Linked DNA regions of Larimichthys crocea: region 2 is linked to region 1. Evidence: chromatin contacts called from public Hi-C data. All regions are on one chromosome and are shown on one strand. The core of a region is the stretch at or near the end of the contact, and the rest is flanking DNA. Distances in the headings are between cores, read along the strand shown. Region 1 holds the start of cd276 (CD276 molecule). Region 2 holds the start of ube2q1 (ubiquitin-conjugating enzyme E2Q family member 1).

Region 1 (2,698 bases), core at 129-2,628:
GTCCAGCAGTGATGTCATACCGAGGGGGGAAAAGGAGTCTTGATAGTCCCGACCCCCAGGTTAACCATTTGTGAACACACCGGCATCTAACTCTTTTTTATTTAAAGTCCTACAAACAGTGTAATAAATGCATCGTTTGATATAAACTGCCCGTGTCTGTGGGCACTACCTTTTTAAAATCATTATAGCGCATATGGACCGTAAACGTCTCACTGCAGCCTATGCAGACACATTTATACCTGTATTATATAGCCTACCTATGCACGTGTCTCCTATAGATCTATAAAAAGACTATACGCGTGGATTAAAACAGCACTTTTGATTAAATCACTCTTGGATAAACTTGTGGCACAGGAGAACACTTGGTAAATATGAACAAATGGTGGATATAGATGAAACTTTGTAACTTAAATAATTCACCTGATAGATAATTACATCTTAAAGTTAGACTGGTGACAGACAGACTATAAGAAAGTATTGATCAAGACATGACATAGCTGTGGAAAATGTGCAGCAAGGAAAAAATAATTGAGAATGTGTGATGAAATAAGTTTCACTCAAACTGGTATTTGCACACTTTAGACATATATATATAACAATATATATTGTATTGTTTATGCTGGGATGGTGATTCAAGTTTTTTCCTTTGTCTTGAGGTGTGGCTGTGTGTGTGAGAGAGAGAGAGAGGAAGAGGTTTCAGGTTCGCCGGTGATTAAAAACATGGAGAAGTAAAAAGCTTCTTTGTTTGGCCCAGTGGACGTAAACGTGACGTGTACCACGTGACTAAAAGCAGGAAGCGAATCGAGTGTCAACAATAAAATGGTGAGTGAGTGTGCGCTATTTCTATTTCTTCTATTTTACAGCTGTCGTGGTTTTATTTTCTGTATGACATTTATTTAATGTTACCGGACTATTGTTCTTAATCAGTCCTACGATACGAACAGCTCAGGTACAAGTTATTAAAGCGGCATGCTATTTATTTTTTAGAAAACGCTTAGCGGCTAGCAGGTTAGCACGTTTAAAATCCCCAAAATGTCAAATATAATAATAATATAATAATAATATAATAATAATGATATAATAATATTGCGTTTTGACCTGGGTCCCCCCTTTAAAAAATGTGTTTTATGTAGTATGTGGTACTCAACGAAGACAGAAGTGTCTTTATTTTCTCTCACCCATTGTTAGAAAGCATATTAAAACTATAAAATGTAATTGTGCGTTTTGATTAAACCCCCCTGGGCTCACACCAGTAATTACTAATTTAACCCACCTTGTGTATCTGCTGTCCATGTCCCCGTGTTGACACTGTGGTTTTGTTTGTGTGCACAGGTCGAGATGGCTTCTTCAGACTGGCAGCTGTCTTTGAAGCTGGTGGATCAGCCTAAATCCGTCTTCCACTTCCCAGAGATGATGCCAGGGGATGTTTCGCCTGGAGGATACAGAGTCGCTACTTTAAAACAACTTGTTGCAGCACAGCTCCCAGACTCCATCCCAGACCCCGAATTTATAGGTCTTGTTGCAGATAGTAAATTAGCTATGAATGAAAATGTTATGTATGTGTGTGTGCTCTGTGGTGTAATCTGTTTGGTAAATAAAGGCTGTCATTGATATTTTTTGTTCCTTCAAATGTTCCCTGTCTCTCGCTCATGTTTCCCCATCAGAGCTGGTCCACTGTGGGCGGAAACTTAAGGATGAACTAACACTGGATGCCTGCGGGATCCAATCAGGAGCCACTTTACACATCCTCAAAAAGACTTGGCCTGAGCCAGAGAGCAATCCAGGTGTGATTGGTTGTTTTTTTTGTTTGTTTTTTTCATTCAAACATTGAAAGTGTGTGGTCAAGTTGGACTGTAAGTGAAACAGAAAATATGAATCTGAGCATGTGTGTGTGTGTTTTCTTCTCTAGAGCCTGTGAACAGAGCAACTGCAGCCAGGGAGTTCAGGGTGTTTAATGCTGCTCTTCATTCTCTCAACTCTGCCTACAGAGACTCAGTGAGTAGAAGACAGACATATACACACACACACATGAACATTCACATCAGTCCTCATGGTGACACTCATCTCCCTCCTTCTTCACCCTACTTCAGTGGTCTTCCAGCCACTGTTCATGGGACTTCCCTCTCAATGCATGCTTTGTTTTCCATTCAGATAAATTCAGACCAGAGGTGTGAATCTACTCTACCCTTACAATTTAATTCGATTAGGATTCAACTTAAGCGCACAATAATTCTGGATGCATCTTGATGCATCTCAGTCAGGCAGGGAAATTGGCAACAGCCGCCAGCCAGATGCTGGTAAAATATGAAAGTGGCTGGTAGATTACAGACAAAAAATAATGATTAAACCTACTACTACCATGCAAAGTAACAACTTAACTTTACAAACAATGCTCTGCAGTGTAGGCCGGAAAATCAACAATCAATTGGACACACGCATCCTTCACGTGAAGATTATTTGGAAGTGTTCACATCTGTTCTGATTGGATCACTCTAGATGCATCTTAGCCTCGATGTGTGAACAGGACCCTGGGCAACTGCGGACTAAAGATTATCCTCAACAGGACAGGGTTAGCTTTAATAGGCTGGCAGCTTTCTATGATATAAATCTATCACCACCTTTGCTTAAGTGATGAAGGAACCAATATATAGTGATATATTTTTCATAAACGTGTACAACCTACTCACTTGTACTAATG
Region 2 (2,698 bases), core at 93-2,592, 160 kb after region 1:
AAGGGGAAACAAGGCTTACGATACCTACCAGGGTGCTGCCTTTTCTCACATCTTCCAACCTCTCCAAAACTTGCGCCAGGCTCGGGTCATCAGAGTCCACAAACCATATCGGAGGCGTAGATGGATAAGATTCCTAAAAGACAGCGGCAAGACAACAACAACAACAAAAAAAAACACACAATACAGTTCAGATAAGCACCTGCAAACACTTTGCGTGGTTAAACAGTAGTCAGTAAATACCGTAAAAATCTGGGTTGACGACATTAGCATTCAGAGTGCAGCGTTAGCTTCGAGCTAGGGTCGCTTATCAACACTGTTTATTGTCGGATTGTCAGACAAACAAAACCCCGCTATCAACACTACGCAGCTCCCGCTGACATAGTCTTATAAAACCACGCAAAACGTGCCCATTAAATTATTATTAAATCGTACAGCTATGGAGGTAGCCTACTACCTGGCTTCAGCAAGTTAACCAGCTAACTTTAGCTCGCTAACGACCAACAAGGGAAGTGTCTAAATCCGGGCGCTTGTGTTTGTTTGTTACACCCTTACCGTGATGTTACAGTGGATAATTAACAGCTTTTCCCCGGTCACATTAAACTGACAGCTCAGCTCGTCGGGCTTCCAGTCAATGATCCTGAAGCGTTCATGGTTTGGATCAAAAATGGACTCTAAAAACTTCAGTTCGGCCTTCAGCCCCGACACCGACATCTTCCACGCATCTCCGGCCGGGCCGCTGGGGAGGGGGAGAAGTCGGGACTTTAGCTTCTGGCTAGCCAAAGCAGCAACGACGCAAGAATTTTTTTCAGTTCAGGATAGCTTTATATATGTATAAAAAAAAGTGGCAAAGAGATGACGGACTGCTCCGGTGGATGTAGCTGGATGCCCAGCTGTAAATGTCTCCGCTGCTGCTGCTGCTGCTGATGAAGAAGAAGAAGTGGCTAACGATAGCTTAGCTTCCAGCTAGCTTAGCGAGTTAGCGAGCTAGTCCGTTGTTGTTGTCTTTCCGTCTATTGTTGTTGTCTGCCTCCCGATAACAACACTTTAAGGCTCTCGCCGTGTCCCGTGACCGTCTCCTCACAGTCCCACCGGACAGCTCCTCGTCGGTGACTTGACCGGGGGACAATTAAACCACCTCCACGATGTGAACTTATATCCCGCGGTAGGGACGGTGTTTTTCATCCCGGTGCACAAACTGTAGCTGGCCTCTTGTGGGGTTTAAAGATGGCGTTGTTCAAGCTGCCCGTTCCCGCAGAGTCCCAGCATTCAGCGCGTCCTCGGTTTATTTTAAGGGCTAAGGAAATACAGGAAACTTTACAGCAGCGCAATATATTGTCAAACATTTATCCGAGACATGGTCAATGTGATTCTTTTTTTTTTAAACATTTATTTATAAGAGAAAAAAAGACCAAAAACTAATAATTTCATACTTTTAGATTAGATCTACTTTATTCATCCAACCACAGGGAAATTTACTTTTTACAGCAGCAGAGTCAAAGTGTAGCATACACTACAGAATTAGAAAAAAAAGTAGAAAAGACAAAAAAAAAAAAAAAAACACACAATAAACAGACAGAAATTAAACAGACAGAAATATCTATAACCTACACAATAAACACGAAAAACAACCAACCTTCAAAAACAGACAAGTACTGAGGATAAAAGTGGCATGATATACAACACAGGGAAATTTACTTTTTACAGCAGCAGAGGAAAGTGTAGCATACACTACAGAATTAGAAAAAAAAGTAGAAAAGGCAAAAAACACCAATAAACAGAACAGAATATTTATAACCTACACACATAAACACGGAAAACAACCAACCTTCAAAAACAGACAAGTACTGAGGATAAAAGTGGCATGATATACAACACAGGGAAATTTACTTTTTACAGCAGCAGAGGAAAGTGTAGCATACACTACAGAATTAGAAAAAAAAGTAGAAAAGGCAAAAAAAACACAATAAACAGACAGAAATTAAACAGACAGAAATATATAACCTACACAATAAACGCGAAAAACAACCAACCTTCAAAAACAGACAAGTACTCAGGATAAAAGTGGCATGATATACAACACAGGGAAATGTACTTTTTACAGCAGCAGAGGAAAGTGTAGCATACACTACAGAATTAGAAAAAAAAGTAGAAAAGGCAAAAAAAAACAAAAAAACACACACAATAAACAGACAGAAATATCTATAACCTACACAATAAACACGGAAAACAATCAACCTTCATAACAGACAAGTACTGAGGATAAACGTGGCATGATATATAAAAAGAGTATTGTAATGTAAAGTGACCATAGTGTAAGAAATATTGCAAAGAAAGTGACCATGATACAAATAATAAATATTAATATTAATAATAATCTAATATTTCATAATACGCAGTTAAACTGCTGCACAGAACCTTGATGAAAACAGAATTATTTCAGTTTGGTACCACAAAGATACATGAAACTATTTACATTCTGTTTTCATGGAGATGATGTTTGATGCTGTGTCATTCACAAAGTTGGACTTGGACTCATATTTCTTTTTTTTTGATAGACCTCACTGTGTATACTGTAAATACTGCCATATAGCCATACATATACTTATATTTATAATGATAATTCTGTTTACACTGTGCCATATTGCCACACGGATGTCTTTTAGCTTGTATATATTTTTAGATTTGTATATTCTTATTT

What was found. A called contact is a pair of places that touch in the nucleus more often than the background predicts.
Region 2: a contact with region 1 is called in a Hi-C map of muscle, with 2.6 times the contacts expected there. The contact joins the promoter of ube2q1 here to the promoter of cd276 in region 1. A contact is called at or near these places in 4 of 7 Hi-C or Micro-C datasets (all in muscle).

Annotation. Positions count from the first base shown.
Region 1 is chrVIII:20,804,040-20,806,737 of L_crocea_2.0, forward strand. cd276 (CD276 molecule) reads right to left here and starts at 1,379. Exons shown (of 8, transcript XM_019278896.2): 1 at 1,274-1,379. It overlaps ubl7b (ubiquitin-like 7b (bone marrow stromal cell-derived)), which reads left to right and starts at 672. Exons shown (of 11, transcript XM_019278895.2): 1 at 672-822; 2 at 1,333-1,513; 3 at 1,665-1,784; 4 at 1,910-1,995. The coding sequence starts at 820.
Region 2 is chrVIII:20,964,940-20,967,637 of L_crocea_2.0, forward strand. ube2q1 (ubiquitin-conjugating enzyme E2Q family member 1) reads right to left here and starts at 1,343. Exons shown (of 13, transcript XM_027281460.1): 1 at 553-1,343; 2 at 29-133. The coding sequence starts at 711.